3 separate regions of the Mus musculus genome follow, and all the other regions are linked to region 3. The links are chromatin contacts, called in public promoter capture Hi-C maps. All regions are on one chromosome and are shown on one strand. The core of a region is the stretch at or near the end of the contact, and the rest is flanking DNA. Distances in the headings are between cores, read along the strand shown.

Region 1 (4,497 bases), core at 1,355-3,854, 1.1 Mb after region 3:
TAACATGATAATTTTATGCACACAAACATGAATATTTGTGTATATGAACATATGGCCTCTAATAGTTTTGTAAACATAACCATGAATATATGTGTGTGAACATATGGTCACTGCCTCTCCACTAAGAAGCAATGAGTGCTACAGTACTAAGGAGCAAGCCTTAGATCTTGTAATCAAATATCATCTTCAAAGTAATCAAGACTTCTTGGAGAAACAGCTCCTGTCAGTACCAAAGCAGGAAGAGCCCAGAATGACCCTAGAAAATCCTACTGTGTACAAAAGCATCTAAGCTTAGAGAATGGTAAGATTGGCAAGATGGCACAAAAAAAATTTTTTAAGAGTTTCAACTGGCCAGATATAAAACTACTTAAATTTCTAAGTAAAAGAGAGTAACAGGTTTGATCAATTTTATAAAACAGGAATCTATGAATCCACAAAAATACAATAAATAAATCGAAAGCTTAACAAGAAGAATTTATTTCTCCAAGTAGCTCCCTACAAAGGACATCTTATTAAAAGTAAAATGTAACTTACATGGAAAAAAATCACAAAAATCCTCCTATTCAAGTTATTTACCACTACCAACAATGGGAGAAACAAAAATTTGAGACCATCAGATAAGACAGTGAGAATACAATGCCATTTGTTACATGTCTGTCAAATGAACACAACTAAATCAAATCATGAAGAATCCTCAGTCACATAAAAATAGGATCTATCTATAGTATCTATAACACAACTGGCCTGAATTCTATACAAGTTTAAGACCTTGAAATCTGGGAAAACTGGATAAACATTTCTCATTAAGGAAGTCTAAAACACGATTGTGCTAAACAGAAAAAAAGAAAAATAGCTCCTTACTAGATCCTCATACTGGGAAGTCTTACTGATAATTGGAAAAACCGGAATCTGACATTTGTGGACTAGACACTGATAATGTGTTCACAGAAACTTCCCATATTCGAAGGTTGTACTTTTAAAAGAAAGCATCCCATCTGTGAAAAAAACACACACTAGTTTTGGGGGGTGGGGGGGGTCATGGGAGAAGTCAACTTACTCCCAAACTTTTGAGAAAAACAATTTTTTTGTACTACAACATTTAATTCCTTGTAACTTTAAGATCATTTCAAATTAAGCAAAGTCATCCTTACATAAAACATTTCATCACTTAAAACTCTTCTTCAGCTTCCCATTGAAAAGGGGGAGGACTTTTAAGTTTATTTTTAAAGATTTGTTTATTTTTATGCACATTGGTGTTCTGCCTACATGTCTGTGCAAGAGTGCCAGAGCCTCTGGAACTGCTGTTACAGATAGTTGTGGGCTGCCATGTGGGTGTTGGGAATTGAACTCTGTCTTCTGGAAGAGCAGCCAGTAATCTTAACCACTGAGCCATAAAACCTCTTAAAATGAGCTGAAAGCTGTTGGATGGTCGTTTCTACCTTTTGGTCTTACTGTGATCTGTGTTTCATATTTTTTCCTTCCTAATTACAGATATATTTGAATAACTAACAGGCTAATGTGTCCCTCTATCATCCAATTTATTAGGAGCAGAAAGTCTTTGCTCTTGTTACCCACCAGTACATATCCCAGAGAAGAGAAAATGTTTTACACACTGCTTTAAATTACTTGTGGCATGCTGCCTGTGTGTCTGTGTTTTCTCTGCTTTTCCTTTCCTAAGCATCTCCTTTGAATCCTCCCTTCAGGAGTTGCAAACTATGTAAGATGCAACTCCAGTCCTTTACAATAAAGCTTTAAGAAGCTTCCTTACCATCTAAAAATATAAGTTGAAATGTATTCACTATGGTAACAAAAACCTATTAGTTTCCACTTGATTCTTCAGTTCTCTGTTTTGCTTTTAGATTTTTTTCTAAGGAGTTTTGGATCACCGTGGCATAATGAACTAGGTTGTTTAAGTGTTAATCTTATTTTCCTCAATTTTTAGTTACCCATTTATTTTCCATTTTGACATGTGTATGATAATCAGCTGTATCTCCCGAGAATATTTTAGGGCTGAGTTAACGCGTGTGTACTTCGGCCAGTTCCTGGTACAGGTTAACAGCTGCTACTTCAGGCTCTTTCTGATATTTCTGCCTTTGTTCGTTATACTTCCGCTTCTTTCCTACAATATGTTGGTTTAGCAACAGGTCCTACAGCCATAAAATTATTAACTGACATCTGGTTAACTACCCAAAGACTCACTATCAATTTCTACTTATTTCAAATCACTACCACCAGCTTCCATCACTTCCTCTTTCAGGGACTTTAATGTGTCTACTTCAACGGTCAAAGTGTCATGACTCAAACACTGCAGTTTCTGTAACAAATCCAGTAAAGGAGAGGATCAGAAGGCAGATTCACAAATCCAGAAATCCTGTAGAACGCTTCATATTTGTTGATACATAAAAGTTGTAAACAATTTTATTTCTAGAAAACTTTAATTATTCTGTCCGGTCCCTGGCAACGGGGTCAATTCAGACAAGTTCTCCACTTTCTGCCAAATCTGCCCTTTCAAGGATACCCACCCTTTAACCAAACCTCCAGAGAGCCGGATCTCTCCACCCGGGTTTTCCCGTCGCCCTGGCAACGGGACCGGAAAAGGCGGGCTTCACACCCTTCCTTCCGCCAGCGGTTGACTACGGCCGCAAGATGCCTGTGGGCCGCGCTGCGGGATGCTTCCCTATCTCTGGCTAGGAGCGGGACCCGCAGCCACCGCCGCAGCCACACAGAAGGCCACGTCAGCCTCGGCGGTCCCACCCGTCCCTCCCTGCTGGCCACCCGTCGGCCTTCGCCCACGCCTTTCCCACAATGCCCCGCGCCAGGCCCCGCCCCGCCGGCGCGACGGGAGCGGCAGAATTGCTGCTGCGCGCGTTCGCAGGCAGCGTCCGGTCCTGCCGGGTCCGGAGCTCGGCGACCTGAGGATGGGGCAGTAGCTGAGGACGCCGAGGTGGGCGCGGGCCGGGCTCCACGCACTGCGGGGGCATCAGGGAGGGAGGACGCCAGACCCATCCCACCGCCTCGGTGCCCCCATTGCGCCGGGTTTTCACGGCCCCCTCCACCCCACCTCTGCGAGCCCCCTTCTGCTCGCACTTTCTAACTCGGGGTCTCTCTCCCTGGTCCGACCTGGGACCTCAAGGCGCACCCTTGCCAGCCCCGTACCCTCTGTCTTTCGCCTCTCCCCGATCCCGCTCTGGAGCGGTGGCAGCATCCCTCATTAACACTGCGTTTACCTGCAGCCTCACTGGCCCCAGGCTGTTCAGTTATTCCCAGGCTTTGCCTGAACCCACCCTAAGCCGAGGGACACCTTATCCCAAAGTCGCCTTTGTTGAGATTTGTTCTTCATTTGTTTTCCTTCCTGATGGTTGTCAGTCTGGGTATTTCTGTTTTACTGTCAGTATATTTTACAAAGGGCTATTAGGGGAGGCGGGTGAAAAAAGGGAGTTAGACGTGAGGTGAGGCCTGTTCCCAGGTAAGGAGAAATACTTAGAAACATATCCGGACTTAAGGGAAGAGAGCTGAAACTGAGGAGGTTAGGGAAGTTAGATCTTTTTTTTTTCCCCCAAAGCATTTGAAGATATTAAAGAGGACTAGTTTAGCTGTAAGGTTAAATGTTAGGGTTTTACCCTCAAGCAATGCCTGGTGCTCTTTGTTTTCCTAGTTTTTACTCCAGACAGGAGCTTTACAGTGAAATTGCATTGATTTGCAATTATTATAAAATATCTTCTCTTGGTGCTAACACTTTAGAGAACTTGTGTGGCCTGCTTTTTTAAGTTATCTATTTTTATACTGATGTTCTTAAACGGTTATGTAAAAAAGTACAACCCTCTTGGAAAAGCTTCATGCTTCCTTGTTTTTCCCTCGAAGGCATTCTCTACAAATGAGATTAGATTTAAAAAAGGAACTTGATAAGCTTTCCAGGCGTGGAAGGAGCTGAAAGGGAGGAGGTATTAGAAAGGGCAGCGTGCTGGGAGAGAAAAGAAATACTGCTGAGTCTTATCCTGGTAGCATCATATTGACCAGAGCCTTTGTGTCTCTGTCCCTGTCTCTCTCAGTATCTCTGTCTCTGTCCCTCCCTCCCTCCCCCATCTCTCTCTCTCTCTCTCTCTCTCTCTCTCTCTCTCTCTTTCTCTCGCATATGTGTGCCTGTGTTTTTCTTGAAAGCTAGCTAGCTACTACTACTCATTACCTTTTTCCTGCTATCAGTGATTTTACAAACATGCCTACCTGAATACAGGGGCAAGGGAGGGTCCTGGAGAATAGGGGTTCAAAGCTATTCACAGGGATGTGACCTTCAGTGTGGAAACTGTATTACTGGCTGTGTCGCTTGACAAATCATGCTATAAATGTTAAGTCTGAAAAGTATTTTAACTGCCTGGTTTGCTCTCTTTAGGTTAACATTTCTGAGCTGTGTTCCCGAGATGCTTGATTGACCCTTGAAGTTATGTGGACAGAGATTCTCACGTGTGTCTATTTTAACCACCGGACCCAGCATTGTATCTT
Region 2 (4,857 bases), core at 2,132-4,631, 1.2 Mb after region 3:
TGATATGTGGTATGTATATGGGTGTTTTGCCTGCTTGTATGTCTGTACACCACATGTATGCAGTGCCCATGGAGTATGCGTAGAGATTCACCATCTGGTTTTGCACTCTAAGTCTGTGCACCAGAGGTGTGCAGTACTCATGGAGGCCAGAAGAGGGAGGCAAAGCTCCCAGAATGAGCGTTACAGAGGTTATTAATCTCCCATGTCTGTACCAGGAATCAAACCAAGGTCCTCTAGAAGAGTGGTTAAGAGTGAACCATCTCTCCAGCCCCATGTCACCACATTAAGTAATTCCAGGTGTCTGGCAGTTTCACTGAACAGGGGCAATGTGTAATTTTTCAAAAGGCTGTGAGCCAACCCCATCTTTAGCTCATGGTTTCTGTTTCCTACGAAAGAAACCAAAACCGAGGAGTGTCAGCATACTGACTATCTCCTGCCGGCAGGTGCTTTGCTTCAGTAAAACAAATCCTCTGGGACTCCTGAGCCACTCAGCAATCAGGGAGTGCCTAACTGTCTGTCGGCATGCATGTCTCTTTCAGTGCTTCGGTGAGACAGTTGTGCCATGTTCGGCCCATGGGGATAGGTAACTCAGGGACTCTTAATGAAACTGCTTCCCATCCACAGTGACTGTGGCCTTTGAGAGCCCTGAGCCTTGTCAAACCTCACTCTTTCCCGGTCCTCCTCTAGGCTTACGCTTAGGCTTAGGAGCAGTTTGTCTTCTAAGGGAAGTATGCGTTTCAGTGTGAAATGAATTACTCCTAGTGCTTGGCCAGAGAGGCGTGCTAGCATTTGGCTGACTTTAACAGCGTCTGTCAAGCCAGGCTAGCAACTGCATTGAGCTGTAACAGCAATGTCTGCAGGGCCTGGGATGTTAGTTAGTACAAGATCTCAGAGTTCCCTTTGACCCAATAGTGAAAAGAATGTATTTATTTCAGATTGTCTTATAAAACTAGCTTTTGATTCATCATTGATATTAAGAAGACAGTACCTATATTCGTGGTGATTTGCTAAGGAAATTGACCATGAGAAAGATGTGAGATCTTTCTGTTCAGTCTTGGTTTTCAACTATTCCTGCCTTTCCTTTTACCCTCTCTTAGTTAATGAGCATAATTTTTCTGAATCGGCCCTGTTGATTAATTAACTATGGACTGAGGACATGAGCCTAGTTTGAGCCAACTGAGAAACAGAACGAAATGAACAGAGATGGACCAACCAAGTGAAGCACACTTAACAGCAGTTGATCCTGGGAGAGACTGAAAGATGATGGATGGTTTGTTTGTTCAAGCGTTCTCTTTAAAGAACATGAAGGATAAAATCCAAGTCTTGGGTTACCTAGTAGGGAAATGATGAGTTTACTGAAAATATTCCACTTTGAACTGGATTGAGTTGGGGGTCAGGGGGTAAGGGTGGTCTTGAAGTTATGAATGTCACAATTAGACCAAACATCGGTGAGAAAACAGCTGTGATTAAACCCATTAAACGTAGAGCTAAAATACAGTTCGGTAGTGGAAAAGGGGGTGAACGTGTGGGTCATGTATACACACACAGTATGGGTGGAATAACCGGCAAGATTGAAAGCAAAGTTATATAAGGCTATGAAGATGACATGGCCCAAATATAACTCCACTCACCCATATGCTATATACAAAATTACTTGAAGGCACGTGGGCATGTGAAAAGGGCCTGCTATTTTCGGTTCCCCAGCTATCTGACTGAAGTGAGCAACCGAAGTTAATTAGCAGGGCATAGCAATAATGTCCCATAGCTGTTTCATTCTGGATTGGAATCACCATCTATTTTGTCAAGAGAAGGGGAAATCTGTTGAAAGGCGATGGCAACCGACGAAATTGAGCTCTGAGCAGGCACATGTCACTAAGAGATTTCTGTATTAGCAGTTTATTTAGACTAAATTAGCACTTTTCATGATTAGAAGAAAATAGGGTTTTTTGTTTTTCTGATGTCTCCATACAATTGTAAGCCGTGAAAACACTAACGATCGAGATTGCAAAAGAATGCACCAAGAAACAGAAGAAACTCCAATGTCGTTAAGAGTAAAGCAGCTAAGCCCCACACGCAAAGAGTGGGAAGGGAAGGGGCGCTTTGGAGGTTGGGTGTGAAGTGTAGGGAACGGATGGATCGCTCAGATCACTTGTTGGAAGAGACTGCGTTTGTCTGGGAGAATGATAAAAGTGAATTTTGTTTTGTTTTGTTTTGCTTTTAAGTAAAAGAATAGGATTCAGTAGAGGAGTGTGCTTAAGGGGAAAGGTAAGGGCTCAGCGCAGAAAGCAAGCTAGCCGATAAAGACAAATAACTAACTTCTCAGAGGTCGGGCAAAGTTCAGGACTCACCCGCTCCGTCCGCGGTGACGATGGCCTCAGGAGAGATGCACACGCCGCGGTCGTACACCGGCAGCTCGTCGCAGGCCAAGCTTTCCGGCCACGAGTGGCGGTACTTGATGAGAATGGGCTCGCAGCCCTGTCGGGCGCGCTCACACACAGACTTGCAGGGCTTGATGGGCTCGTGCTGGAAGTCGATGGTGCAAATGGGTGCGTACATTGCACAGAGGAAGAAGAGAAGATCCGGGCTGCAGTGGGTGCCCAGCAGCCCTTCGAACTGTTCCATGGCCAGGATGGCGTTAGCCTGGGTGCTGTGGTGCAGGTGGTTGGGCATCTTGGTCATGTTCCAGGGAAGGGACTTGCACAGCGGGATGCGGACAGGCTCACAGGCTGCAGCCTGAGCTCCGGGCACCTGGAGCAGGCAGAGAGCAGCCAGGACTAGCAACCCGGCCCATCCTAGCAGCATCCGTCCCGGGCCGCAGCAGACCATGGTCCCAGCAGGATGGGGCAGGGCGCAGCCGAGCGACGGACGCGGGAGACACTTTCGTTCCGAAGTCTCCCCCTGCGGTTCCGAGGGGTGATCCCAACGACCTGGGGAGCTGCCCCCACCCCTGGGACAATCACAGTTCTCTTGGATCCAAGTGCTCCCAGGTCCGGTCCACTAGCTTGGCGGAGCCCGGTGCCTCGCTGCGCCGGCTGCTCTTCCCAAGCGTCTAAGCCTCTAGGCGAGGCAGCATCTATTTATTCCTCTCGCTCTGGCAGAGACATCAGCCTTAGCACATCAATCAGATGAGGGGGCAGAAGAGGAAGCCAGAGAGAAATAAAAACAAAAGTCAAATTCAGTTAAGGGACTCGGAGTTCTGGGGTGTTGCAAAAAGGTGTTGGAAGAAGCGATAAATTCTGCAAAGTGAGATGGATAGGGGACCTCCGAGGGAGGAGATTTGGTGGGGGTGGGAGGACTAATGGGAGCGGAGGTGGGAGTTTGCCAAGTCCTGCAGGGTCGGGAAGATCCTGCGAGCGGCCAGAGGAGCTCAGAGGAGGTCAGCGCCTTGGCTCGCAGCTGCGCCTTCCCACCTCGGCCGACAAGAGCTCCGCCCCGCGGTCCCCTGCCCTCCGGCTCCTCCTTCCGAGAAGGCTTTGAGTTTTCAGGGGACTGGAGTGTGAGACCCTGTCTATCTGTGATGCTGTAGCCCCAGGCAGCTCCCGACAGGAGCCGCACACCTTTCCCCACTCCACCCCCGGCTCTGGATCCATAGACGAACCCTTGGTCCCCACGGGAGAAACGGTCTCAACGCACCACAGAGATGCGCACCCCTGTATCCCGCCCCGCGAGCCCACACCGTCCCTCGTTGCCCGCAGCTCTTTCCTCACAGCAAACCCGAGCGCACCTCCGCCTGCAGAAAGTCAGACAGGAAGGCGCGAGCAAAGTCACTTTAAATGTCATGTCGCAGAGATAGCAGCCTCCTAAGAGCAATGGCAGGACTAATGACTTCGGGGGGTCTGTGATTGGAATAACCGTGGAGAAATTGACCCTCACAAAGGGAAAGAAATCGCAAGAGAACAAATAGACCCACAGAAACGTGGAAATGGTGTGATTCCTCCCTTCCCTCCTTCTTTTTTTTTCTTTCCTTCCCTTCCTCCCTCCCTCCCTGCTTCCTTCCGGGTTTTTCTTTGCCCTGTAGAATTCGAACTTTTGAGTTTTTCTTTTTTAAAACCGAAGCGTGGAGCCCACTTTAAAGCACTTGGATTCCGCCCCCCACCCCCAGAGTGTTCTTACTGAAAATTGCATTTATTATCTAACTCTTCCCACGGGCGGTTTCTTCTAACAGGGGAAATAAACGTGCAAGCAAAATACCCCACACAGGTAATGATAATAGTAAACAGGAGAACGGTTCCCATCCAGATGAGTTCAATACAGAGGAGAAAATAGAAAACAGATCCCTCCCAGGCTACGCCTCCCAGAAGTCTCCTGTTTCCACCCCGGCTGCCCCCTGGCTTTAAGAGCATTGTACGTGGGAAGTCCTGCCGAGGCCCAACCACTGAGCCCCTTCAGAGGAAAACCATTGAGCAGAGGGATTGCAGTGTCAGAAGACAGCGGGAGCACAGAGGCAAAACCTACAACAAAGCCGGACGTCACTAGAGCAGCCCTGATTTACCCAGCCTTCCGCACCGCCCACCCCCCTGCTGTCAATACTAGGCAGATAAAGTCTGTCTCTACTTCCCAGAGCACACAGTAGGATACGGCTTTAATCCCCTGCGCTGGCTCAATGGCACTTAGGGAATGTCAGTGGCTGACTTGAGTTTATGGAATTTTTATCTCTAAAATGATCATTACCAGCGGTTTGTGACTTCAATGTTTTCGGAAGGAAGTGTGTCTACTTCATAGGAAATCAACAACAGATGGTGGCTAGGGAGCCATTTAATTAATAAATAAACTCTGGCTGATGTACAATTATTTGGTGTCATATAAGAAAAGAAAGCCAAACATTATATAAATTAATTCAATGAAAAATGGCAAAGC
Region 3 (4,442 bases), core at 858-3,357:
CCACTGTGGGTGGTACCACCTCCACCCTGGGCTGGTGTTCTTAGGCACCATAAGAAAGCCAGTTAAGTGAGCTACCAGAAGCAAGACAGTGGGTTCTCCATCAGCTCCTGCCTCCAAGTTCCTGCCCAGTTTGAGTTCCTGTTTTGGTTTCCCCTTATGAAGTATGATTCAGGATATCTAAGGCAAATAAATCCTTTCCTCCCCCAGGTTGCTTTTGATCATGGTGCTTTGTCACAGCAATAGGAACCCTAACTAAGACAGTTCCCCAGAGGAAAGGAATTTCAGAGTCATGCCTGGGTTTGCCAATGGGACGTTAGCACAAGGGGTAGACATTGTTTCTATCTCCCCAATGGGAGGGGATTTTTAGCAGCAGGGCTGTTTTCAAGTCCTAAGGGAAGGAAGGAGGGTTGTCTTGGCTTGTTGAATAATACTTCTGGAAAAGTAGCAAATTGTAATCTGAATGATAGAAATGAGGACCTGCCCATTAGCCACTGTACAGCTATCAGTGCCAACCAGAGTTTCACCATCCCTTCCCTGCCTGTGGGGCTCAGGAGGCACGTGCTATTTTATTTTTCAGTCCCTCAACCAGGCTGACCGGCTCCTCCCTCGTGCCTCTTCTCAGAGTGTGTGGAGCCCAACTCAGCGATCCTTGCCTTCCAGCTCTCTTCAAGTGTTCCCAAACAATTAAACTTTATGGAGTAGGGAACTTTTCTTTTCTACTATCAGGCCAAAAATGTTGCTGGGTGCTCCTCCAGGCATCCTGCTGATTTGTTGTGGTGTTTCGAGGACTGGGGGCTGCCCACTGCATGAGATGATCTGACTCAGTGAACAGCGACAGCTGCGGGCCTGTGATTCTGTTGGTGTAACTGGCAGACACGGACTTTCTTTCTTTCTTTCTTTCTTTCTTTCTTTCTTCCTTTCTTCCTTCCTTTCTCTCTCTCTCTCTCTCTCTCTCTCTCTCTCTCTCTCTCTCTCTCTTTCTTCCTTTCTTTCTTTCTCTCCCTCCCTCCCTCTCTCTTTTTCTTTCTTTCTTTCTTTCTTTCTTTCTTTCTTTCTTTCTTTCTTTCTTTCTTTCTTTCTTTCTTTCTTGTCATTTGTCTTTTTTTTGCAACAAAGGTAAGAGGGCCAGCATCTCACCTGCTAACACTCACCAGCACTTGCCTCCTGCTCCAGCGTGAAAAGCAGGGAATGGAATATGGAGTGTAAGACATAAATTAAAAATAAAATAAAATTAAAAAAAAAAAGAAAAGCAGCACACAAGGAGTATGTTCAGCAGAGGCCCATCTCCTGGCTTAGGTGTGCTGTGACTCTGATCTCTGGTGGCTTTTTAGAAGCCTGTTATGACCTTGTCTTAGGCTGTGTCTACACATCTGGTGGTAGGTATGTCCTGGGGTAACTGAGTGTGTACATGGGGACTAGTTATGAAGAAGTGAGCAAGGGGTGGAGTCTGCTAAGTGAGGCAAGTCACAGAATTTCCTTAGCTTGCCTGGGTTTTCTGTGTTAGGCTATTGCCTGGCTTGCTCATGCGTATAGACTCTATTTAAGAGGAAGTGTATAGAGAGGAAGGAAGCCTGCATAAAAGGCTGCAGGCCTGGGAGTTTTGAAGAGACTAGCCATATACTTTTGTCACCAAATGCTCCAATAGGGCTGGGGCGGGAGGGGGGGGGGGCAGCAGTTTTGGCTTCTTGCAAACTGTGTAATTTCTGTATGCTACACAGCACATAAGTGACAGAGGAAGTTCTGGAAGGTTCTCCACAGTCTTAGTTCCCAAATTATTGGCCACTGGGACTGGCCCTGGAGGCCAGTCACTTGGTGAAGTCCCGCAAGGCATCAAGCCTTAGCCAACTTTCAAAAGGGAATCCCCTGATCTGTTTTGTGTTCCCCCAAGGGTTATTTTTGCTGGGCCCCAGAAGCCAGAGCCACTGTGTGTGATGTCTGCCAGGGTGTGAGTCCATGCAACCTAGGTCCCCTAGCGCCCCCTACAGCTGCTGCGGGGCGGGGATGGGGATCGGGTTGGGGAGAGGGAGGCCAGGCTGTGAGCCACTGCACCACACCCAGGACCCCACCCAGATCCTAGGAGCACCCGGCCCCTGGCTCCGGGGCCACAGAAACGGGGCGTGGGCCAGAGCCTGAAGCATCCCTGGCCACTACGATCGCTCCGCCTGTGGCCACCAATTCCCCTCCTCTTCTGGCGTCCCTCTCTCCGCCCCTGTCGCCTGCCAGCACCGGACACGCTGCTGCACTTCATCTCTTGGGGCGCTCTTCTCTTTGGCCAACCGTCGCATCCTGTGCAACTCTGGTCAGTGGCCGTTTTGTGTTGAATGTTCTCCACCAAGAGCGCATGGCTGCGGAAGCGAGGTGCAGACCGAGGTCCCGAGGGATCGCCCTCCGGGAAGCGGTGATGCTGTTGTTGTACTTCGGGGTGCCAACCGGGCACTCCTACAACCTGGACCCGGAGAATGCACTGCTGTACCAGGGCCCCTCCGGCACGCTGTTTGGCTACTCGGTGGTGCTGCACAGCCACGGGTCGAAGCGCTGGTGAGTGCGCCCTCCCCAAGAGGCATGTCACAGCGCCTCCGCCTCTGGGATTCCTTGTATGAATCAAACTTTCCGCCCTCCTGGGAGGTCAGAGAAAGACCTGGCTTCAGCCAGCTGCCTCACTGGAGAGCCTTGGAACTAACTTATCTTGGGATGGCAGCCCCCAGGGTGCTCCTGAGTCCTGGGTCTCCAGTCATGGGAAGAGGAGGTGGGTGCCACTTCCCTTGCTGACCACTGCACAGCTGTCACAAGCCAACACGGGGCAGAGTGGGTGGGCAGACTGGTTCACGTCTGAGCGAACTTGCATGGTTCTTGCTTTAGGCTCATCGTGGGGGCTCCCACTGCCAGCTGGCTCTCTAATGCCTCAGTGGTCAATCCTGGGGCGATTTACAGATGCGGGATCAGAAAGAATCCAAACCAGACCTGCGAACAGCTCCAGCTGGGTGAGTTGGGTCCCCAAAACAAGACATAATGAACTTTCTCCCCTTCGTGGGTCCACTGTTGGGCAAGTCCTGGAAGACACTATGATGCTGGTCTCTTCTGGATTAAAGTACAAGCTTTTCAATTTTAACCCCATGCCAGCTTGCTCCTGAGAGTATTTTCCTCTCCTTTGCTTGCAACTGTATGTGATCTCAGTATCTTCCAAACCTCTTTCAGGGGAAGTCTCATAGGGTGGCTTCTGGCAAGCTACCTTCTACCAGTCCTAGAACTCTTCCATGTGTAAAATCTGTTTCAAAGCCTTAAAACCCCTCTCTGGCTGAGGACCCAACTTCTCAACTTTGTTCTAGCGTGAGCTGCACATCAGGAATAGAAACTTTGATTGAGCCTATATCCCACCATGTAGCCTATATCCCACCATGTAGCTTATATCCCACCATGTAGCTTATATCCCACCATGTAGCCTATATCTCACCATTTAGCCTATATCCCACCATGTAGCCCAGGGATTTTTCTTCCCCTTCCTTTAAAAATGACACTACCTACCATAAAAGAATGGGAAGAAAAAAACAGCATGCCTTTTGTTAAAATCATAAATATAGGAGGTCTGACATATAATTACTAATTTTCCTCCCCTCAAATTCTCCTGTAAAGCAGGTCTGTCTTTCAGCCCTCGTTTCTGTCTTTATTTAGGTTTTCAGCAACTTGAGAAATGTGCGCTGACGGCAGAGGAGACAAGTTTCATGTTTCAAAGTCAAAAGCAAAGTTGCTGCGCACAGACACATGGGGAAAGAAAGGGGAACTAATATTAATTTAGATCTATCTTGCTCTCAGTACTGTTAAGCATGGCTGTGTATATTGCTCAATGTTTTCCCCTCACAGCAGCTCTAGTGTATGCTTGTACTGCTTCTGCTTCCTCAGGGCTCCCACACAGAGAGCTGCAGGTTCCTTCTTCAAAAGTACTTACCTAGACTCAGGGTTATCACTTCAGGTATACATCTTCAGTGAGGATAAAAACTAAATGAAGGGTTTTGGTGTACTGTCTGGAGATATGATCCATTATCGATGATGATGAGCTAAGGGTGAGAATTGCTACTTTTTATATTTATCTGTAAGTGGAAGGTCTACTTGAGAATACCTGACTTTGTCATAAACCTTTTCTATTCATCGTCGTTGTTTGTTTGCTTGTTTTTTGTTTTTGTTTTGTTTTTTTTCTGTTTCTTTTCTTTGCACTTTTACCCCAGCACCCATAAGAATGAAGGAGTTATGTGTACACTGGATTAAGCTACGGCTGACACTAAAGTACAAAGGATTCTGGGAGTAGGAAAGCACAGGGAGAGGCGAAGGAGGAGAAGGAGGAAGAGGGGGAGGGGAGGGAAGACAAAGGGGAAGGGGAGAGAACAACAAAACAAATTTTACTTAGAAAAAAAAACCCTACTATGAAACTTGATTCTTTATAAAAGAGG

Evidence for each region. Promoter capture Hi-C pulls out the DNA fragments that hold promoters and counts their contacts.
Region 1: a promoter capture Hi-C map of pre-B cells shows a contact between it and region 3, with 2.5 times the contacts expected there. The contact joins the promoter of Dnajc10 here to the promoter of Itga4 in region 3. A contact is called at or near these places in 2 of 39 promoter capture datasets (cranial neural crest and pre-B cells) and 1 of 484 Hi-C or Micro-C datasets (B cells).
Region 2: a contact with region 3 is called in a promoter capture Hi-C map of cranial neural crest. The contact joins the promoter of Frzb here to the promoter of Itga4 in region 3. A contact is called at or near these places in 4 of 39 promoter capture datasets (cranial neural crest, frontonasal cranial neural crest and liver).

Annotation. Positions count from the first base shown.
Region 1 is chr2:80,312,862-80,317,358 of GRCm38.p6, forward strand. It overlaps Dnajc10 (DnaJ heat shock protein family (Hsp40) member C10), which reads left to right and starts at 2,605. Exons shown (of 23, transcript NM_024181.2): 1 at 2,605-2,944; 2 at 4,388-4,497.
Region 2 is chr2:80,444,015-80,448,871 of GRCm38.p6, forward strand. Frzb (frizzled-related protein) reads right to left here and starts at 3,382. Exons shown (of 6, transcript NM_011356.4): 1 at 2,349-3,382. The coding sequence starts at 2,826.
Region 3 is chr2:79,253,319-79,257,760 of GRCm38.p6, forward strand. Itga4 (integrin alpha 4) reads left to right here and starts at 2,108. Exons shown (of 28, transcript NM_010576.4): 1 at 2,108-2,538; 2 at 2,860-2,981. The coding sequence starts at 2,342.